2 separate regions of the Danio rerio genome follow, and region 2 is linked to region 1. The links are chromatin contacts, called in public HiChIP or PLAC-seq maps. All regions are on one chromosome and are shown on one strand. The core of a region is the stretch at or near the end of the contact, and the rest is flanking DNA. Distances in the headings are between cores, read along the strand shown. Region 1 holds the start of dyrk2 (dual-specificity tyrosine-(Y)-phosphorylation regulated kinase 2). Region 2 holds the start of tnpo3 (transportin 3).

Evidence for each region. HiChIP or PLAC-seq counts read pairs in DNA pulled down with a chosen protein or histone mark.
Region 2: an H3K4me3 HiChIP or PLAC-seq map of gastrula embryo shows a contact between it and region 1, with 2.8 times the contacts expected there. The contact joins the promoter of tnpo3 here to the promoter of dyrk2 in region 1. A contact is called at or near these places in 2 of 4 datasets of contacts at active chromatin or transcription factors (embryo and gastrula embryo).

What each region holds. Positions count from the first base shown.
Region 1 is chr4:14,026,516-14,033,434 of GRCz12tu, reverse strand. It overlaps dyrk2 (dual-specificity tyrosine-(Y)-phosphorylation regulated kinase 2), which reads right to left and starts at 4,966. Exons shown (of 3, transcript NM_001044833.2): 1 at 4,590-4,966; 2 at 3,904-4,031; 3 at 1-376. The coding sequence starts at 4,635. All of the region lies in intron 3 of LOC141381600 (a long non-coding RNA gene), which reads left to right.
Region 2 is chr4:14,160,804-14,167,503 of GRCz12tu, reverse strand. It overlaps tnpo3 (transportin 3), which reads right to left and starts at 4,778. Exons shown (of 23, transcript NM_201087.1): 1 at 4,496-4,778; 2 at 1,644-1,844; 3 at 1,388-1,461; 4 at 549-705. The coding sequence starts at 4,615.

The sequences.
Region 1 (6,919 bases), core at 3,717-6,216:
CCCCAACTACACCTTGTCTTTTCTTTGCATTTGGACCTATAAAATAGATCTCAGTGTAGCTGAGGATCTCTTGGTGTTCAAATACTGAAAGCTTAGACATGTACTGTTTCATGGCCTGCTCAGGAGTCAAAGGTGCTGGCTTAGGTTTGCTTTCAGTTGATTTGATAGAAGTTGAGCTGCCTTGTCGACACTGGCTGATTTCTTGCTGCTTCTCCGGCATGGCTAGACCTGCTCTACCTACAGGTGTCAAGCCATTGGGCTGCGAAGTTAACACTGTTCGTTTGTTGCTGTTCTCCTCAAACAGTTGTTGAACGTGGATCTGCTGGTGATTCCCAACATGCAGATGGTCATTCATTGTGTACTTATTGCCTCCAGCCTGTAAAGTAAAACAAAACAAAATACATAAATTAAGGTTTGTTTTTCCAAATGAACTTGTGGAACAGGTGATAAAACAGCAAATTAGATTGGTCTCAAAACAGTCTTGGAACCTCTTAGGAGGTAATGATTATCCCAAATCACTTTAACCCTGTCAATGGTGGTGGAACAAACTTAGGTCTATTGGAGAAAGCAAAATACTCAAAACATAGTCAAACTACACCCTTAAAATTGTTGAAGTTGGAATGCTAATGTAAGACTGGTGTAATTTATTTTGCGCTTATCTGCTAATAGAAATATATATTCAATTTAGACAATAGGTTTTTAGCAATGCCTGAACAGAGAACAACTTAATCCCTATCTATTCTTAGTGGATCGAGAGAAATAAAGCTTCCTGAACTAAAGACCAGAGATAATCTACAGATAACATTCACATAATCTGCAGAGGGAAAAGAAAGGCTTGAAGAATTTATATAAAAAAAAAAAAAACAGATTAAGCATTTATATCTAATAGAAAGTCACATCCCTTGTTAAATTCTGGTGTACAAATGAACATAATAGGTCATGCTGGTTTGCACAACTTAGATGTTGCAGAACTAATATAAGAGTTGGTATCCATGGTGCGAGTGGCAATTCATTCAAATGCTACTTGATGTTGATCTTGTGCACAAAACAATATTTTTGTTTATTTTTTGACATTAGACACAAATTTCCTGCTTTCCTGTATCTTCTGCCCAGCAAGATGCTTACTTCCTTGATAATGTGATTACCTCTGCATCTTGTTTTCACAAGGACATCCTGTTGCTTCAATCAGACGTTTGTTGCAACCTTCTTTTTCTGTGCCAAGACTTTTACGCCTTTGACTGATATTTCAACATGGTTGTTTTAACGCATAATTGTATATATATATATATATATTTTTTTTTTTTTTTGCATTTCGAATGATAATGCTCAAAATGGCTTAATTGTGCATTTATCATCTAATCTCAGCCTTTCCGTTTCACATGCAGAGAGAGTGATAATCCCCTAGTGCAAATAGCAAATCAGTGCAATGTAATTTTTCTACAAATCTATTTTATCTTAACCTATTTTTAATCTCTACGATGGCCAGTGCTGATGTCTCTACACCTATGACTGAAGATAAGGAATAATTCTGAGCTTGAACTCACAATCTAAAGGCTCTGATACAATCTGCTCTTAAAACACTCAAAATACAGCCATTTCTCTTCCTCTGGTACGGTCTCATGCATTACTTGAGTAGTGACAATGTTTAATGTCTTGTTTAATGACAAAGCTCTGATATCATGCACAGTAAACATGTAAGGAAAATTTAACAAATAACTCATTTTCAATCAGTAAGCAAATCACATTATAAATGAGGTTCCTCTATAAAGCACAGATTTAGGTAGGATTAGGTAGGGGTGTGTAATGTAAATAATTTACCAGCCATTAACAGTAGGCACTATTTACACGGAAATTATTTCAGACATTTTTTGTACAGCTCCTGCAGACGGTCACACTGACTGACAGACTGTTAAGTTTATAAACATGTCCTCGACTAAAACTTAAAGTGAATCTGCATAAAACTCAAGTCAAATTTTTTGTTGTACTTTGCCAATCTGCTAGTTAATTCAAACATGGTCTGGACAGGTGGGAGGTCGTGGAAAGGACAGCTTTGCTGACAGCTGTAGAGGACACAACTTGAGCCAAACAAAAGACACATTTAGTCTGAGGGCTACAGTGAGCCTGGTAATAATTCAAGTGCTCACCTACTTTGCAAAGAAAGATATATGCTTTAATACAGGAGCAGTAAAAATGACCTTAATGACCAGACATTTTAACATGCAGTCAATTAAAGACACAAGTACTGCTGTTGTAGACCTAGACTACCATGACATCCATGTCATACCATGTCACTTTAAGATCTTACATAATTATAAACACAATCTCTATTTTTTATATATATTCCATTTCATAAAGTTCAATTGAGACCAGCAAATACCCTGTGTGTTGTAATGACATATAACATGCCTTTGTGTGTGTGTGTGTGTGTGTGTGTGTGTATATATATATATATATATATATATATATATATATATATATATATATATCATAAATAATATCATTAAACATATATGTTGTATGCAGTTGTAGAATACAAAACATACATTTATATCTGACATGTAATTTTATTAATTGCAGAAATTCTGTCTTGTAATAGTATGCATGCATACAAATGCACCTACTACACGTGTCTGGATCTATATTTACCCTATTAGAATAACAGCTTAAAAAAGAACCTCTAGCCTCTTAGTCATAAATGGCATTGATCCAATTCCTGCCTTTAATTCAGCGATGTGTCAAATACATGTCCATGATCTACAATTCTTTTAACATTATAAATAAACAAATTGCTGAACAGTTGTTGATTGCCATGCATTGTAAAGCACTTCTAAGTATTAATTATTTTACTAGAATTTATCACCACATTTATCATCACTACAACATGCAAAACCCCTTTCTATGCAAGTTCAGTGGATCAAGATTTTGGATGTATATATTTACATAGGAAAATTCACTAGACAACAGATTTCAGCTGTACATGTTTGGCGTCACACACTGATGACCTGAACGTTTCCCATCCCCCACAAATGGCAACAGTTTTACACAATACATCAGCCAGGGACTGAGAGAGAGTCACTGACCATTACTCTCGGGGATACCTAAATGTTTTTCATATTTAAATGAACATCTACTAGATTCTTCTCAAAATAAATGCCATGTCAAAAATTGTTTTAGGTGCATGGTTTCCAACATTTCCAACAAAAGTATTGCAAAGTTGCTAAAGTCTCTTCAAAACGAATACCTTTCAAGTAAAGTTGTTTTTCTCCTACACCTTTCTGCTGTCTCAATTCAGTAGTTTTCCCCATATTAGTCTCAGTAAAGACCTTTGTCATATAATACCATTAAACATCCCAAAAACTGGGGTGCTACGTCCACTGCAGTTTTGAAACTCAGGAATAATATTTTTGGGCTGTCAAAGTAAATATTTGAACTATGACCTGTATCTTAACTCACTTTAAATTTTAGTGCACTGTTAGTAATAAAGCTGCACTGAATTTAAAATAGCTTCTTTCAAGTACATTCACTGCATCTCTAACACTAATCTAAAAGGGTAGAACAATGCACACTGTAAACTACAAGCAAAGTAAATATTTTCAGAAAATACTTTACTAATCTGCTTTGCATTCAATACATGTGGCAATATAGAAACAACTTATTTACGCAATGAAGAAAAAAATCATTACAATAGCATGCATCAGACATATTATTATTAGGGTTATCATTAAATTAACTGCAGCCTTGATTTTACATCAAGGACTGTTAAATGGTCTTTGCAGTCGAAAAACAATTAGCGAAACTCAATGTATGACCAAATCGAAATTCAGCCTTATATTGCAGCAAAACACTTTATGACAACAAAGAAAGGAGCATGCATCGTTGAAAATGCAAGAAGCATAATTTTACCGTGAGAGAGTTGCTGTTCCTGAGTGGTGGTAATGTGACGGGTGATGTGGTTTCAGTGCCTGCTCCAGCACGGGGACCCCCGATGCCCAGTCCGGGGGAAGACTGCTGGCAAATATCACCCCCTTTGCCTGTGGATAATAAAAACACGCAATGGGAAAATTGCTTACACATTTGCTTTAACGTGTCAGTATTCTAAAAAGGCAAAAGATGTGACAAACGGCTTGTTTGGTCAATAAATAGAAATCTGTAGCCCCGTAACGTTACGAATCGATACAGAAATAGGCGTATTGATAATATAGGAAATGTAAAGAAAACAAGGATAGGTTATTTAATCCATTAATAAAACAAAAACGAACACTGCACTGCAAAACATTTCACACCCTAGCTATAAAAGACCAATAAACAAAATAAAAATTTAGGCCTTTACAAAGCGCGTGGTTTTTATTTATATTAATTCATTTAATACAAAAGCGGCCTCTTTTCCAATGGTGTTTCCGGGGCTTATGGCTACTGTAGCCTACTCGACCCTAACGTTATAGCCAACACGAGAAATAAAACGAAAAGCCACGAGCCTTACACGCGTTATGGAGCATTTAAATCGGATAAAAAATCCATCTCCACAATCCAATCCGGAGAATAAATGCGCCCGACGTCGCTCTCTTAGATCCGGGCATTGGGTTCCTTACCAGTCGGGTAGGCAGCAGCCGCAGCGCAGGGTTTCTTAGTTAACATGGCCGCTGGAGAGCCACACACACGGAGAAAAGCCACTTCAGAGTCTCTCCCCTCCTCCCTGTGATCACCCACTCTGACTGCTGTTACTCCAATCAGCTACATCCAGACCTGAACGAGCAAACTCTAGGGGCTGCTTCCTCAAACGCTACCCGAATTCGCGTTATCATCGCTTGGAAACGTGCAAAACAAACAAAGGCGCACGCATGGCTCTGCTACGCTCCGCTCATTTGGGCCTAGGAAATTCTGCCCAGCGCGTAGCATTCTCTCACACGCATACAGTAACTAGACATATACTTTAAAGCGGTTTAGGGTGTTGTCTGGACTTATCTTTCACGCTCGTTCGCCTCCACCTTCTTTTCTTTCCCCTCCCCATGCGGCAGGCTTTATTCACATTAATCAAAGATTTGTACTCCATTAAAGCAATAGAGATGAGCATATTTTAAAGACGAGTGCTCATATTTTTATTATATTTTTATTCTTTAAGAAATAAGTACTTGTTATCAGTGCTTATTTTTAGTTACAATTGCTAAAATTTTTAAAAGTTTATATGTATTTCCTTTTAACGGTTTAAAAATGTTATACAATATAAGACTTGTGTTAAAATAAAAAAATAGAGGAATGCATGTTAAAATGGCTTGCCATACTCATAGAGGACTTCCAAACTCCAACCACATCTGACCCAAACAGTGTGCAGTCACATCTGATGCCACAGTTTGTTTATGCAAACTTTAATTCATGACAAAGCATTTTTATGCTTTCAGGCCCAATATACAAAATTTTCATCTTACTAGTAATATTTGTGTAGGTGTGAGTTTGAAGTAAGAGAAAAATAAAGTACAGTGTCTAGATTTCATGTGAAAAGTAATTTGATGATTTAGAAGACTATGATGATTAATGATTATGATTGTGTGTCAGAGCTTTATTAAAGGTAACACCCAGCAATTACTTTAAATAATAGTAAATTATGATGCATCATATGTACTTTCTTCTGGATCTTGGTGACCAACTGACCCATTTGTACTTGTAGTAGGGAAACATTTCTTTCTTTCTTTCTTTCTTTCTTTCTTTCTTTCTTTCTTTCTTTCTTTCTTTCTTTCTTTCTTTCTTTCTTTCTTTCTTTCGAACTTTAATTGCACCGGTCTACATAAACGTCTTTTTTGACACGCTTCCCATCATTTCAGTCTTTTCTGCTTACAATGCAGTACAGTGACAGTATATTGAATGATTATTTCTTGCAGCATGTTGGAGGAAATCACTGTCCACTAGAGGGTGGAGTGAGTGCATTGTAACATTACTGTATGTACTGTACATTTAGTTCCCAAACAGAAGCCATATATACATATTAATTAGATTCTCGTGTCTTATTTGATTTTAATACAGTTATTTTACTTTATTGTCATATTTGAGTAAAAAACAACAAACATAATAGACAAATGTCTTCTTTAAATTTCATCCGCTGCTGGTGAATTTGTTTATGCATAACTACAGATAAAATATAAATAAATACAAGCATACAAAGTGCATTCAATTGTGATTAGGTTATTTGTGATTAAATCTTTATCGCTATCTCTTCTTTACAACAGTCTTTATTACTAAAAAGCAATACCAATGATTGCTCACTACTCCTCCGAGTAACTGCTGTGGTCTTGGAGATGGTGGACTTGAACCACAGCTCAGATCATCCTATTTAAGTTTGGGCAGTGGTTTCTACCAGAAGGTGTGATTTGAGGTTCTTAACAATGACTGTATCCATTTAACTTGAATGTCCTGAGACATTGCCAGTTTGTGCTTGGCATTAAAGCATTAAAATTATAACATTATCCCAGTTTCATTACAATCGGCCAAAAAAATCTGAATAAAACAAACTGAAAAATATCTTTACCATCTTTAAACTCTAAAATAAACAAGAAAACAAAGCTCACTGTGAGAATAAACGTTAATAAAAAATATATAGCGAAAAAACAAGCAATTCACAATCATCTCTGGTGTCCATCCCCCCAGGAAACAAGCTAGAGTAGTGTCACATGTCAGGCTGTGGTCAGAGAGGAGCAGGGTATGCTGGGATGGCTGTCATGGCATTTGTCACTGTGGTTACTGGGAAACATCAGTGAGCACCATGAAACTGGAACTCTGATAACAGCATTGGCTCATTTTAAATGGAGAGGCTGAAGTTAACTCAGGGCTCGTGCTAACTCTCACATCAATTGCTTGCATTTTCTAAGAAGAGGATATCAAAGGGCTGGAAGAAAGCGCTTGTTGAGGCATTAAAATGGTCTACAAAACA
Region 2 (6,700 bases), core at 3,529-6,028, 130 kb before region 1:
CTCATTTAAATGAATGTTCATACACCATATAACCGCAGATATGATTTGCATGAAGAGAATGAGAGAATAGAACAGAGGAGAAGTGCAAGCAAAATAACAGCAACAACTGATGAGGACACACACAGAGATATGAACCATCATAAAAACTATGCCTCGGTTAACAAAGATGTCCAAATTTAAAAACTGTCCAGTGATAGTTTTCAAGGTGTAAGTTATAACTTGACTTGGCAGAACACTAAAATGCAGATTAATATACCGCAAATATAATTAAAACGCTTGTCCCAAAGTACATAAACGAAAACAAAAAGACTACATACATATTTTCACACAAAATACTGCTATAAAAAATACATTTACCAATTAAAAAAAAAAGTTACATATTAATAGTCCTTGCAAATTACTGATAGCAAAACTGGAGTATGATGATGATGACGGTATGAGAAAGATTCACATCTTTTGTATTAAATGTCATGGCTTTTACGTGTAAGAACTAATTATTGTGTAAAATCCAACAGTGTTAACAGTTTTGTGTAAAGGAGAACCCGCACCAGAAGAGTGACCACTGTGGTAGAGTAATAGGCCAGATCCTCAATAATCTCTGTCCGTCTGTTGGCTCCAATCCTCAGAGAGCGACTATGTACCTCCTCCGGCAGCACTGTGAGTATCTCAATCAGGAAAGTCATGGAGGATACATCGTTACTGTATCTGAAAGAATAAATGTTTTATTTTTTTTATTGGTTGTGCAAAGTGTTAAAAGGAAAACATCTATACACAGAAATAGCAGTCTTCATATATAAAATCACCTTTTTCAAAATTAATATTTACAGAGTGTAGTCCATATGGCAATACTTTTGACTTACTAAAAGCGCTGTGCAATTAATCGATTTTCACAAAAATAATCAAAATAGATTATTATTGTGTCATATCCCACCTCCTTTCCAGCAGTACGCATGTTGCTCATTTTCACATTGAAATCTGTGAAATAATGTAACGTGACTGTTGCAGCATGAGTCATGCTTCATTTATTGTTGGGTTTTCGATTCATTTATGTTTTGAAAAAAAAAAGAGAGCTTGTGCTGTTGTGTGTGTGTGTGCGCTCAGCCTCATAGACGAGCAGAACACACACACACCCCATCTTAAAGTGATTATGATATTTCCCATAATCAGTATCCCCACTTACTAATAAGAAAAATATGCCAAATTCCATACCATTGTTCAGTATGTAGTAAATGCCATTGGTATGATTAGATCTGTCCATAACTCAGAAATCATGTGCATTAATTATTTATGGTAGTCCAGTTAACCTTAATTCCAAATCACATTAATAGTGTGACACCATAACACCATTGTAGGTCATAACCAGGGAGAAAATAAGGAGGATTCTTACTTTTCTATGAGGGTGTGAACGCAGCCTTTCCACGAGGCCATCTGAAGAGCCAGATCTGCGATTGCCAATGCGAGCTGGGTGAGAGAGAGAGAGAGAGAACCACATTAGAATACCAGCGCCACATTCTTAACAGTTCTCAATATGTAGCAGTGCAGTGTGTGGTGGAGATGGACTGTCCCCGTCAACCCCCCACACTGCATGTCCGATAATTTCCGATCATGACTGGCACAGATTTTCAAAAGTAGGTAGGACGTACCTGTGTGACGATGATGGGAGAAAGGTCTTTGAGGTTCTGGATGTGAGATAAGAGTGAATCTCTCAGTGCAGTGTGAGAATCTGGGGGAAGCTCGTAGAACGACGTCTGGATCTTCATCTTCATCGTCTGGGCTGCGAAGTAACAAGACTCGATGTCCTGTTTCAGCTGCAGGAGCTGATCGGAGATTTCCCACGCGTACATCTGGATAGATTTTTTAAAAAAAAAGGAAACATTTGTCACCACTTTGTAAAGCAGAATTTTTTAAATATTTCAAAATGGCTCAATGACATTTAAAGTGTTTGTTTATTTACCCTAAAGGGCTTATTTAATTTAATCAAAAGAAATGGGCATTATTTCACTAGCTATCACTCTATCAGACACTGAATATCAACTTGGCCCAGAGCTAATTTGCATAATCAAAGGTAAAAATAAACACTACACCATGAGATGCGTCACACCAGGATAAATATTATACATGCAAATAGATAGAAGGAACATGTTGTGTGTAACATATCATTGAAGTCTAAAGGGATAGAATGCTCATCATATATATGAGAAATGAGATGAGCTAGAGAATGTGAAGTAATACTTTGAAACCATTCAGCCAATATATATTTTCTAAAACAGAAAGTATGACTTGACGAGTATCTCAATTTGAAGATAATGCAAATATTAAACAGTCCTGAAAAATAGAATGACTTTTCTTTTAAATACACTCAAACTTCTAGAACTGGTTTGACTTTTTATCTACTTCAGCAATAATTGGCTTGTCTTTAAATAGTCACTATGTTTAAGTTTGTGGTACAAGGTGTTCAACAGTTTAACTTGAGCATTCAGTTTTCTATGCTCGAATATATAAATCAAACTATCAAAATAGGTGGATCATAAGTCGATTATGTCTGAGCGTATATATTTAGTACAATAAAAAGTACAAATATTTTAGTGAAACAAGGAACTACCTATTTTAATAGCCACGTAAATTAGGGCTGCACAATATATCGTTTCAGCATTGATATCACAATGTATACATCCGCAATAGTCACATCGCAAAAATATGTAATGTAATCTTTATACTTGCATCCAAAACCATAAAGCACGCACTGTTTATTCAACGTTTATCTTTGCTTTATTGCATATGCTTGCAGTTTGTTTATTACATTTTACGCATGATTGACTGCCCTGCAGAATCATCCCAATCACTTAAAATTAACACTTTGGGGACCAATTTGTCATTATTAATTATTAGCAAGCATGTTATTAAAATATTGGCTGCTTATTAGGACTTATAAATTGCATGATCGGCATAATCTCATTCTACATCCCTAACGCAATAGCTAAATTACCTTAATATCTATTTAGGAGCAAATTAGGAGATTATTGAAACCAAAGTCATAGGTAATGGGTTGCCAGTAGCGAGAATTGAACCTTAAAATAAATTGAGACTATAAATCTTTTGCAAATAGTGCTATTTAACCATTTGGTGAAGTCATTTAGGTATAGTAGATCGCAATACATATTGTAGATAAATAAAATATTTGAAAAATCCCGTTTTTTCAATATCGTGCACCCCTAATGTAAATAGTGCCAGAGAACTAATTTTTTTAAAATCTGATAAGACACTGATATGACTATTTTTAGATGCAAGCATTTGTTCTTATCTTACAACTCTTCTTGGTAGATCAGCATGTGTGAAGAGCAGTGTCATTGAACTTAAGTGCCAAAATAACAGAGCAATTAATACGATTCACAATATATACTGTACTTCTGCAAAGTAAAAAAAAAAAAGCAGCAAGCCTTGCTAAATCTCACCCACTGGTTTGTAAACTTCTCACTTTCCTTATTAAGCTAGCAGTTTCCTGCAGCAAAACTTTGTGACTAACCAGTAAAGCAAAGAGCAAAATAGCAAACTTATAGTGTTAAACGATGCAAAGAGGCAGCGTAAAATCAGATTCAATAAAACTGCACTATTTATTTTACAATGGAGTCATTCAGTGTCAAATCAAGGAAATTTCAGGAAAATTAATTAATTCTCAACACAGGGAAACATTAAGAGCACAGAGTAATGGATATATATTGGGAAAACTCTCATCATGACCCTAATTCTCTAAATACTTGACTGCTTCGTAAAATACATCTATAATGTGCAAATGTCTTTTTTTTTTGTCTTTCCTCATAAAATATTTTAAAATAACAACTGAGGAGATGTGGTTAATGTATTATTTATATGTATATTGTAACTCCCAACATAAATATTTAAACTTTGTCTTAAACTATGTCCAAAAATATTCTTGGATATAAAGTTCAGACAGTTTTAATTCAATCTACCCCGGTGGTTAACTCAGCCTTTTTTGAAACATGATAGCTTGTTTCCATCTGGCCTTGGAGATAAAACCATATTGCACTAAAAAAATCCCAACTACTAGTTAGTCAAAGCAGTTAACAAGGTAGTCAAGCTGGTTTCTGAAACATGGTCAACTAGCTAATGCTTAGCTAACGTTACAAACTAGCTGCCATGTTTCAAAACACACCAGCTTGCTAACAGGGAAGTCTGTATTATAGTCATGTTTACACGGAGTATTTCCGCTCAAATTGCTGCTTAAATCCAGCAAATAACGCAATAATAAAGCCATCAAATCTTATACAAGCTGGAAGGATTTAGCAATGGATACAAATAAACCTCCACAACAGTCCAAACACATGTGACCACTTCCACTTCTCAACCCAGCTGCTGTTGATGGTTTAAATAGCGTCACAGCGGCCTTATCTGACTTTTCCTTTAATACATTGATATTTTTAAACGTTTCTAAATGAGTGATAGTGTTATGGCGCAGTAGGCCCGCTCATAAACGCACCGATCTCTGCAGCTCTCCTAGCCAGACCGAGGCGCGCTCCTTGCCGGCAGGGTCCGGGTCGTGATACAGCGCCTGCACGGCCTGGTAAACCAGCGGCAGGGTGGGTTTCCCGCCTTCCATGGTGCTCTTCTGCTTCTAGAGGGTGTAGATATGGGGTAAATGACACTGCTTGCGCTTCTCGGGAGGTTACTGACGCGCAGGTTGACTATTTATTCGGCCCTCGCGTTCTCCGATCTGGCCGCCATCTCAAGCAAGACACAGGGCGTTCCTGTCAAACAAGTCCGTGTGGAAACTACGGCACGGGAACTATAATGAGTCCGGACCACAGCGGTTTTATGTTAATAGCGCGACATTCGGACAACTCGCAGAAATATGTCAACATTTAAAAAATAACTTTCTAAGAGTTAAATGTGTTTTGCGGTTTGTGAGTTCAGTGTAATGCGAGGTATATATTTTTGGGAATAATTTCGTTGGAGACACACCCACTGAGGGTCATTCCCATGAAACGGTGACGGAGCCATTTGTGTTTCGTTTGGGAATCGTAAAGGAATCGATTCTTGTCCGACACATCTTTACGATTCAGAAGCATTCGTTTCAAGGAAGAAATACTTTCTGAACTTACTGTATTAACTAGCAATCTGTTGTTAAATTAAGTATTCAATTCTAATAAATCAAAAGAGAAATTTATTGTACAAATACTGTTACCCAACATGAATAAAATGTAGATAATTAGAGATAATTAGCCACTATATATACTTTTATAAACACACACAAAACACAAGAGGTGTTTTACTTATATCAATTTATTTATTCGATAAAATACCACTGATTTTTTACAACATACATATAATATTGACACTTTAAATTAACATTAATGTGTTGCTTATATACTTACTTACTGATTATTGCTGGTTAATTTATAACATATGACAGCGACAGTTCTAAATCCAGTCTTTCTCAGAAATTACAAAAAAAAAAAAAATCAGTTCAAGAATTGAGTCAATAACCCCCCAGACTGAAGCATTTTGATTCACTCAAAGAACTGGTTCAGAAGAGTCATTCTTATGAGAATCGAACTACACTACTTGCTTCACCAAAAAAGAACCGCCACTTATAAGTAATTCATGTATGTCGGTAAGCGAGGTTCCTTTTATTGTTGTTTGTATTATATAGTAATTAGAATATTATCGATTAAATTTATTATACGACACGGTCTATATAACTTACACCTACAAGAATCAGTGACTGGATTTTTCTGAATTCACTTTTGATGGACAGTTGTGTGTGTGTTTATTAATACACACACACACACACACACACACACACACACACATATGCAAATATTGCCAAATGTTTTATATTATTTCTTTCTATTAGAAAACTAGTTTTGGATTTTCGAAATATACATTTTTTCACAAATTACAGAGTTGACAAGTTTATGAATATGCACAACAAATTCATATATCAAAGCAAAAATATGAACAAAAATCTCTTGCAAAATGTCTGCAAGAGAAATGTTTGTGGTGTAGCTGTCAAATACAATGTTTTACATCTATTATTTGCTATTAAAAACTCTGACATTATTTATTCATCATTCATTCTGCTTTTCCAGGGCCGGTTCGCAGGGGCAGTAGGGTTGTTGCTATAGATCAGATATGGTTGTGGCCAGAAGTTAATGAAAATTACTCATATTATTTCTTAAATTTCTCATTTATTGTATTTTATTAACATCTACCCCCAACCCTAAACCCAACCACCACAGTGCTGTAAAAATATTCATTATTCTTATACAGTGTCATAAAAAATGCTGCAATATTGATGTGCATATCTCACTTCCGGCTGGCTGCATATCCGATCTAGACCTTACTGGGCAGGCAGTCTCAGGAGAGAACCCAGACACCTCCTCCAGGGGGATCCCAAGGCGTTTCTAGTCCAGCTGAGAGACATAGTCCCTCCAGCATGTCCTGGGTCTTCCCCGAGCCCTCCTCCCGGTGGGACATGCCTGGAACACCTCCCAAGGTGTCCAGGAGGCATCCGAAACAGATGCCCAAGACACCTCAATGTGGAGGAGAAGCGGCTCTACTCCGAGCTCTGACATTATACATGTGAAAAACAATCACCTGTTCATGTTGGTTTCCAGCATGGTATTTCCTCAGCCTCTTTACTTCTGTTTCATTTCATTATGAGAAATGATCCCACTGGCAT